2 separate regions of the Zea mays genome follow, and region 1 is linked to region 2. Evidence: chromatin contacts called from public Hi-C data. All regions are on one chromosome and are shown on one strand. The core of a region is the stretch at or near the end of the contact, and the rest is flanking DNA. Distances in the headings are between cores, read along the strand shown. Region 1 holds the start of LOC100284422 (RING zinc finger protein-like). Region 2 holds the start of LOC103646038 (scarecrow-like protein 8).

What was found. A called contact is a pair of places that touch in the nucleus more often than the background predicts.
Region 1: a contact with region 2 is called in a Hi-C map of endosperm, with 4 times the contacts expected there. The contact joins the promoter of LOC100284422 here to the promoter of LOC103646038 in region 2. A contact is called at or near these places in 13 of 25 Hi-C or Micro-C datasets (bundle sheath, ear, endosperm and 5 more) and 2 of 3 datasets of contacts at active chromatin or transcription factors (leaf and seedling).

The regions. Positions count from the first base shown.
Region 1 is chr2:16,115,697-16,120,519 of Zm-B73-REFERENCE-NAM-5.0, forward strand. LOC100284422 (RING zinc finger protein-like) reads left to right here and starts at 1,881. Exons shown (of 1, transcript NM_001157317.2): 1 at 1,881-2,956. The coding sequence starts at 2,032. The coding sequence ends at 2,673.
Region 2 is chr2:15,971,354-15,976,181 of Zm-B73-REFERENCE-NAM-5.0, forward strand. LOC103646038 (scarecrow-like protein 8) reads left to right here and starts at 2,387. Exons shown (of 1, transcript XM_008670776.4): 1 at 2,387-4,828. The coding sequence starts at 2,799. The coding sequence ends at 4,670.

The DNA.
Region 1 (4,823 bases), core at 631-3,130, 140 kb after region 2:
TGGCCGAAAAAAGGATCTGGTTCTGGTCTCCCTGATCGTTTGGAACGGGCCGCGGGCGGGAATGATCCACCTGCTGTTCTTGATCGTCTTTAGTCTTTAGACCATCACGCTACTGTTTGACCAGTACTGCGAGCGGCAGCTAACTATGCGGAACCGACGGGCGCTTTTTTGTGAATGAACAAAAAAAAATGCACCGACGGGCTGAGATCAAACAAATCATCGACCGACCTTCACATCACCTGGGCGCAGCACGGAAAAGACGATTAGCGCGTCCGCACTGCTGGTAGTTGGAGTTGGACCGCAGGGATAGGGGGCACTTTCTGTACTGGGCCCGTCCATAATCCATAAGCGCTTTGATTAGTTTTGCTATGCTTATGTAGCTTTGTAGGGCACGCTACCGTGTAAGTTTTGGCGGATCGTATTAGTGAAATACTATACGGACACCGTGATGCTACATACGTATCATTAATGTAATTTGCATGATGTCGGGTGTCTGTAGCGACGTCTGAAAACACTGACCCCGCCGAAGTTGCTGCAGTGGTAGTTTTTCCTCCCCTCATGTTCACTGATGCGTAGTAAATTTAACTAATCCACTGCTGCGAAGCCAAACAGATATATAGTGACGTGGTGACTCTGCCTTTTTCTACTCCTACTAACTTTGGCTTTCCAAGAGATGTCCGGGGTGACATGAGCCGCAACAAATTCCACACCAGCAACGTAAAGCAGAAACCAACGCGTGCCGTCCTCTTTTGACTTGGCGGGCCTATATAAACTAGAGACCCGCACGTACACAGAAAGATCGGGCATGATGCAAGCCCAAGCGCGCTGAGAGAAACGGGCGTCGTAAAATATCAGGCAAAAGCAACCTAAAAAAAAGAAGCGGTGCGTGAACCCACGGCGCCATGCGATGCATGATGAGCATTGAGCAGACGGCAGGGGCGGCCAGCATGCGAGCGAGACTTCCCCCCGGGGGGCCAGAACGAGACAAAGCACTCGACCGAGTCACCCGGCAACTTGCGTTTGCGTCCTTTCCCCCATCCCTTTCGTCTCGTGGTCGAGAAGCAAAAGGATCCAAGAACCTTCGTGCAACCATCCCTTTCTTTTATTTTTCTTTTTCACCGCGCGCTAGCCATCTCCCTGTCCTTGGTACAGGGACGGGAGCTTTTAATGTGCGTTGCGAGAGGTGCAACAAGAGATAGATGGTGGTTATTTTATCCACCTGCAGGCTGCAGCACGCTCGATCCTTTGCCGTCAGTTCTCGTCCTACGTGTCCAAAAGAAAGGAGAAAGAGATCTCCCCCGTCCACGGACACGGAGGAAGCCTTAAAACTTTTGAATAGCTGGAGCTCACTCCACGCACGCAAATGGACATGGCGTCCCTGACGCGTAGACTGCTGAGAAGTTTTGACCCCTTCCGGCCGGCCTGGTAGCAATGGCGGGCTGTTACTGGTAGTATCTACAGCCTGCAGGTAGTACGTGTGTGGACAGTGGGACCGTGGTCCGTGTGGGAGGTGGAGAGATGCACGCACCGCACGCACAGGTGCTTCGTCTGCCTTTAGCGAACCGTGCATTGCACCGATCCGGCAGCGGCAGGGCAGTAGTGTGCGGGTGGGTACGGCGGGGGCGAGCGGACCACCGAGTGGCCAATACGAAATTCCTATTCCCTCCCTGCCTGCGTTGAGGAGGGGAGCGATGGAATCCGGGTCCGGGGTGGGTCTGTCGCTCGGGCGCTGGGCTCACACGAGGGAGGCACGGCACGGCACGGGGGCAGTGGGGGGCACCGGCCAGCCCACCAGTACCGAATGCACGATATGCGGCCCCGCATCGCCCATCCCTCCTCCTCGCGCTTTATATAGCCACCACCGCGCCCGCTTCGCCTCTCCCGTCCACGCATCGCCACCGCGCCATATCGGCATATCCGCAAGAAGCACCCGGCACATCGCGTCGCCCCCACCTTCCCCCTCCCACCACCGCAAGCCCGGACACGCCCAGGGCGCAAATCCGGACAAGCGCTGCCCCGGTCGCGGCAGGCATGGGTTTCCCGGTGGGCTACTCGGAGCTGGTGCTCCCGAAGCAGCTGCTCCACCTCCTGCTGCTGCTGGGGTACATCCGCCGCTTCCTCCTCTGGGCGTTCGACGCCGTGGGGCTCGGCGACCTGCTGGATCTCGGGGACGACCACCAGGCGCTGCTGCAGGACCACCAGCAGCAGCAGCACGGCGCCGCCGCGCAGGGGCGGGACCTGCCGCAGCAGGCGGCGATGCTGCAGCACCGGCGCCCGGAGTTCCGGGCGGTGCCGGCGATGGTCATCGAGGAGGTCCTCCCCGTGGTGCGGTTCGACGAGCTGGAGCTGGAGCCGGAGCCCGGAGACTGCGCGGTGTGCCTGAGCGGCATCGGCGGCCGCGACGAGGTGCGGCGGCTCAGCAACTGCCGCCACGTCTTCCACCGGGCCTGCCTCGACCGCTGGATGGAGCACGACCAGCGCACGTGCCCGCTCTGCCGCGCGCCGCTCATCCCCGACGAGATGGCCGGCGCGCTCTGGGCCGCCGCCGCCGGCGTCCCCGACGCCTCCGACTTCGACTTCTCCTACCTCGGCGCGCCGCTGGCGCCCGTGCCCTCCCCGACGCTGCTGCGGCCGCACGAGCTGCTGCTCACCGGCCTGGGCGGCTACCAGTGAGAGCTCACCACCGCCCGCCACTTCCCCCGTGGGGAATGCGCGTCTGCCTGGATCCATCGACGCTTGCTTGCTTGCTTCCGTTCCGTGGGAGGGACGGGGACGGACAGCAGCCGAGGCAGAGAAGAAACCCAAGGCTCTCGAATTGTACATAGGCAAAATGAGTAAAGCGGCCACCCCCCCAAAAAAAGGCTAGGAGATTAGATCCCTCTTGTGCATAGGTAGATTCCGTCTTCCAAGTTTGTGGAGTTGTGAATCTTTGCGCGGATTAAATTTTTGTCGATGAGCTAGGCGTGTCGATGCATGATTTGGGCCCGCTTTTTGTCCTGCCAGTGCCACTGCCAGCCATGCTTTCTGGCTGCTCGCTCAGGTCAGTCAGGTCACCCAGGGCAGCTGCTCGGGTTCGGTACATCCGTGGACCGGTGGACGGCTCCGTTCCTCTGCACGGTTTCCGTCTCGCAAGGACACACCCAACCCAAGCACGCGAACTTTTTCCAACCTGTGCAGTGTGCCACAAAATATTTCTGCTGCTTCAACGGGAAAGCGCCAAGGCTCCAGATGTTCCGTGGATCCGGTGGTGCGGCCACCCATTGCTGTAACAGCTGTCCACACACAGGAGAATTTCGGGCCAACCTGGTGCTGTGTTGTCCAACACACAGGATTTGAATTGAATTGGCAACCAATCTCTCTCGCAACTCTAGAGTCTAGAGCATCAACCAACAGTGGCAAATGCTAATCAGACAGCCGGGGGTGCGACCAAATGCGCCGAGTCCCTCCGTTCCTTTCCACGGTCCAATCATCCGTGTCAACCATCACTGACGGTCTTCAGACTCCAGGAAGTTTCAGATCCAGAGATGAGACACCCGACGCCGAACCATGATATGTTGTTTGTGCGCGCTTGTGTTTTGGTAAAGGAAGCAAGAAGAACCATGATCTGAAACATAATCTGCAGCAGAAAAAGTAGGTCAGATTGTTCAGTCTCGCTCTGAAAGCCAGAGAGCGCTCTTGACAGGTGTAGTAGTCTTCTACCTGCAACGCATCTCCAGTTCCGCCACTCGGCCACCCCTGGTTCTCGCGCACCGAAAGAGAGGAGTATCAGCAAAAGGGTGTGTACGTTAAGCAACGGCGCCTTTTCTTGGTTAGGAGCGCTTTACATCTTGAGAGCTTTCCCTGTATACATGGAATCCTACTTTTAACTCACAGCTAGTTTTGCTTGCAAGTAAACCAAGGAAACAAAAGTCGTCACGCTAAACTTGTCGGAGGACAAGAAAGTGAGAAATGTGGGGGTCATTCAGCCAGCGTCCAAAGAAAAAGGAAAAAAAAAGAGAGGATGTGGGGTCATTTATCCATGCACTGAATGGAACCAAAACCGAACTCGACGTTTGTAATCGATGGGGAATAATGGCACATCAAGCCCCGCCGGGAGGGCCGGGACCACGGGCTCACTCATTATCGTACACGCACACGCTGGGGGCCGGGCCTGGGGCTGGGCCTGGGCCCCGGCCAGCCAGCCAGCCAGCTCTCGTCGCGGCCGCCGCGTAAACGGCTGGCCGTCGCGGCCGCCGCCGCATCATCACGACTCAGGCACCGCTGGACACGTCTGCCTGTCTGTCTGTGGCTGCCTTCGATTGCAAACGCCTAGCAGAGTAGCAGTACGCAGCGCAGCTAAACAATGGCTCCGGTCCGACTCCGACCTACGGTGGTGGAAAGTTTCTTACGCTAGCTCGATCGTACCCCCATTATTGCCTGTCGGTTTCGCGCCTAAAGCGAAAACGATAACGACGTCGGCGAAAGCTAGTATTATCCTGGAATGTGGCAACTGGCTAGTTTGAGAGAAAGGCAAGCATAATTCTGACCCTTTTTTTTTTTGCGCTAATGATACGAACAAGGATCGTATTCTGGAAAACGGTAGTGGGGGAAAAAGGAGAGAGGCTAGCACTCATCAGTAAAGCAATACCCGTACCTGTAGTAGCTTCACTTCACTGGACGATCCGTCGTTTTCGCCGTCTGTTCGCCCGTTCATTGACGGCCCCGCGATGCCAAAAGGCCAAGCCAACGCTCCAGGCTACAGCGGATAAGAATGAGCCGAGCCGATGCCGCAGATCGATCCACCTCGCCCAGCCTCACACACCACCGTCCGCATCGGTCTCACT
Region 2 (4,828 bases), core at 1,137-3,636:
ATATGAAATCGGATGAAGATAAAGTTTATATGAAAATTGTAGAGCTCGAAGAGATCTATAACTTTGTAGTACATCATATTTTTGTTTAAACATATCTTTAGGCCAAAATTATTAAAATAATGTCTAAATTTATATCAAAATAATAGACTTTATCATTTTCATATGAGGACTTAAGATTATATCCATGTGGGAACTTAGGATTATCTTTTTATAAACTATTTATTAATATTGGTAACTTATTTGCAATTTTCGGTCGACGCTACAATATTTTTATGAATTTAATTGTATTTTGATGATTTTCTACAACAAGAAATTAATAATACACCAAATAGCCTAAAAAATTCATGAATTTTTACGGGGACACAACATATATCCACATATAGTTCTCAAAAACATTTGGACTATAAAATCCACAAGATGTTGGTGTTTCTTCTATTCTACTCCCACTTATTGCGTGAGTTACATGTGAAATCATTTTATGTATCGAAGTTTCAACATAATTAATATTTCACTTATCATTTTCATGTGGCGACTTGAGGTTTTATTTGAATAGAATGTTTATTTGTTTTGGTAAGCTTTTTGCAATTTTGGATCAAAACTAGTGTATTTATGAATTTTAATTATACTTTGATGATTTTATGTAGAAAGAAATTAATAGTGTATAAATAGCCTCAGAAATCTATGAAATTATACGAAGGTACAACATATGGCCACATATAGTCATAAAAAATAATGGGACCATAAAATCCACAGGATGTCAACGTTTCTTCTATTTTATTTCCACTTATTGCGTGAGTTACACGTGAAATCACTCTAAGTTTCCAAGTTTCAACATAATCAATACTTCACTTTACCATTTTTACGTGGGAACTTGAGATTATCTTCTATTAAATGCTTATTAGTATTAATTTACTTGCAATTTCGTGGTCGAACAAGAATATTTTTTGATAACCAATTAATGCATTATCCGACAAGTATCCGATATCCGATCAAATAATATCCGTATCCGTCACTTATCCGCCCGGATAAATATCCGGTCCCTGTATCCGTATCCGTCCCGTTTCTAACTATCCGTATCCGATCCCGAATCCGTTTTAAATACATTAGGGTAGGATACAGGATGAGCTAATATCCGTCCGTATCCGCCCGTTTTCACCCCTAACCACACCGGGACCTGCTCGCCGGTGCTACAGAACATTAGACGGAAATCGAAATACAGGTGTCGGTAGTGCTGGACCCGCAATCCGGACCCAGATGTCATGGGGCTTCCCACTGGAGGGTTACATCGTTGGTGTTTTTTTTTATTTGGAGCAATTTGGCCCGGAACATTCGGAATCGTTGGCTCACACGTATCGCACGGGTCCGTCGTCTGTTCGTGCAGGGATTTTCTCTGTCCACTCATCGTTGGTGGGTTAAGAGTGTGTACAAGTCTTACGGCGAGAGGCCGGGAAACAGGAAATTTCCAAGTCACCAGCGAGTATGAACCAAGAAAGCATGGAATTGTAGCCTGGTGTGCGTAGAATTTGATCACGGCGGTGTCTCCGTCCCACAAGCGTTGAGTGTACACAATGGCTTTCCCACTCTATCAGGATAGGTCACGGAGTAAGTATTGTTTTTTTAGTGTGATACTCCATACTGTATGCACGTATATGAATATGATATGAAGTGGTGTGGACACACTCGGGGCTAAGGAAAAAAAGAGAATCAGGGTTCTAGACACCAGAAAAGGTGGGTACGTGGTTGTTGGGTGGATATTCCGGTTTCCTAACTAATTCCCAACGCACCACCCCCCCAAGCAAGAAACCTTTTACTTACACATACGCATACGCACCGCTAAAACGTTTCTCGATCTGCCGAAACTACCCTCCCCAGCTTCCCCCATCCCTCCACGCACTGACAGATCACGTAATCCGTCAGGGGTATCTTGGTCGTTTAATGCTGGCCAGGACTACTAACCGTGTGGCCCGGTGTGTACCAAAGTTCCCAAAAAAAGCGACATTTGCGGAATCCAGCGCCTAGTTTTACGAAATCGCAGGTGGCCTAGCGTGTCGTGATCGGTTTCCGTGGATCGGCTCGAAATGCGTCGAAACTGAGGGGCGGTTCCCGCAAAACCGGTAGTGGCGGCGGCCACCGGCAGGCGTCGCGTCGGCGGGTGAAAGGCGCCAGGCCACGCCACCCGGGAGCCAGCCAGCCCCCAGGTCGTCCCGACGCCTCCTCGCAGCGGGAAGGAGCGCGACGGCGTCATCGCGGGCGAAGTTGCGTGACGTGACGCGATCACGCGACGGCGCCCGGTCTCGGTCTCAGCTGGTAACCCGCGCTGCCCGTTTCCATTCCTTCACACTGCCCGGCCTGCCCATCACGGATTCACCCTGCAGCCCCCGCCCTCGCATTAAAATCTACTATAGTACCAAAGCGAGCCGGGGCCCCGCCACAACGCCTCCCGATAAACACCACCATCGATTCCCCGCCACCGGCTGGCTGGCCCACGCCGTCAGCGGGAGTGCCGCCGAATCGGTGTCGGATCCCAAACGCCGGTCTCACTTTTATAAACGTAACCGCAGCAGCGGAGATGGGGGAGGGGTGGCGGTTTTATTATCGGAGAAGCAAATTGAATTGAATGGCACCGGCTCCCATTAGCTGGACCCGTAGCTGTTGTTGTAGCCATAGCATTTGGAGGTAGCCATAGCCCATAGCATTCCATTCCTCCCTCCCTCCCTCCCTCCTCGGTAGATTCGTCTCGTCACCTTCCTCCTCCTCCTCTCTTTCTGCTCTCCCTGCCCCGACCTGCCCCGCCCTGCATGGAGCCAGGCGCGCCGTGGCGCGATCCGCGCCAGGGTTACTCCTACGGGGTCGGATCGGCGATGCAGCTCCAGCTCCAGCTGCAGCAGCGGGCCGACGCGGCAGCCGGTGGAGGAGTGCTCAAGAGGAGCCTCGGCGAGCTGGAGAGGTGGCAGCACCACCAGCAGCAGCAGGTGGCCGCGCAACAGGCGCTGTACCTGCGCGCCGTGAGGCAGCGCACGGCTGCGGCGGTCGATATCGCCGCCTTGCTGGGAGGCACCCCGGCTCAGCCTCTGGTTCTACCCGGGTCCAGCTTTGGAGGGGGCCTAGCGTCGCCTTCGTCGACGCTCTCGTCGTCGCTCACCACCGCGTCCAGGGCGGCGGTGCCGCTGATGCAGCCGCAGCTGCAGCGGCAGGTGCCGCTCACGACGTCCTCACCGCAGACGCAGCCCTTCGGGCTGTCGACGGCGCCGCTGCCTCAGCCGTCGGTTTCGAGCGAGCTGTTCATTTTGCAGGAGCTCGAGAAGCAGCTGCTGGACGACGACGACGACGACGAGCCGGTTGCGGCGATGAGCGGCACCGGTTCCGCCGTCACCAACTCCGAGTGGGAGGAGACGATACAGCAGCTCAGCTCCATCGCGGCCGCGCCGTCGCCCGGGCTCCCTGCAGCGGCGACCCCAAACAACAACAATAATAACGTCGGGATGACGAGGTCACCGTCAAACTCCTCCACGGCGTCCTCGTCCGCGTCCTGCTCGCCGCCGACCCCCGGGGCCGCGTCGAGGCAGCTATTGTCTGAAGCCGCGGTCGCTATCGCGGATGGCCATCACGAAGCGGCGGCCGCCCATCTGGCCGCCCTGAAGCGCGCGGCTAACCAGCACGGCGATGCGGAACAGCGGCTGATTGCCATGATGGTGGCCGCCCTGTCCTCCCGCATTGCTCCGGCCGCCTCCGCCCCATCTCAACTCCTCGCCGACCTCTGCAGCGTCGAGCAGCGCGCCGGGTCCCAACTCCTACAGGACCTCTCCCCGTGCTTCCGCGTCGCCCTCCACGCCGCCAGCGCCGCCATCGTCGAAGCGGTGGGCGACCACCGCGCCATCCACCTCGTCGACTTCGACGTCAGCTTCCCGCAGCACGCGGCTCTCATCCAGTACCTCGCCGACCGACGCGTGCAGGGCAGGTCCCTGAAGGTCACCGCCGTCACCGACCCGAGCTCGCCGTTCACGCAGTCTCTAACCGCATCGCTACCAGCCATCGAGGAGCGGCTGAAGAAGCTCGCCGAGCGAGCTGGCGTGGAGTACCGCTTTACAGTGGTCAGCTGCAGAGCAGCAGAGCTGGATGCGTCCAGGCTGTGCTGCGAGCCGGGGGAGGCGGTCGCGGTCAACCTCGCCTTCGCACTCTCCCACGTGCCCGACGAGAGCGTCTCTCCGGCCAACCCCCGCGACGAGCTGCTCCGCCGCGTGCGCGCGCTGGGCCCGCAGGTGGTGACCCTCGTCGAGCAGGAACTGAACACCAATACGGCACCGCTGGCGGCGCGCTTCACTGACGCGTGCGCGCACTACGGCGCCATCCTGGAGTCGCTGGACGCGACGCTGGCGCGGGAGATTGCGGAGAAGGCCAGGGCCGAGGCGGCCCTGTCGAAGAAGGCGGCGAACGCGGTCGGCCGGGATGGCCCCGACCGGCTGGAGCGGTGCGAGGTCTTCGGCAAGTGGCGCGCCAGGTTCGGCATGGCGGGCTTCCGCCCGGTGTCGCTCGGCTCGAGCATTGCCGAAGAGCTGGTCGGCGCCCGCGTCGGCCATGTACCGCCCGGGTTCACAGTCAAGGCGGAGAACGGCGTGCTCCGGTTCTGTTGGATGGGGCGCGCGGTGACCGTCGCCTCCGCGTGGCGCTAGACCACGGCGGGCGGCCGACCGCCCGCCCGGGCCATTATTGCCGTCACTAAATTGTCAGTTACATAATTCGAGCTATTGCTTTCCTCGTTCTCCCTTCTTCCTTTTTTTTTACCTTGATTGGGTGAGGAGTGATGAGTTTGCCATGATCTGGTAAAAAT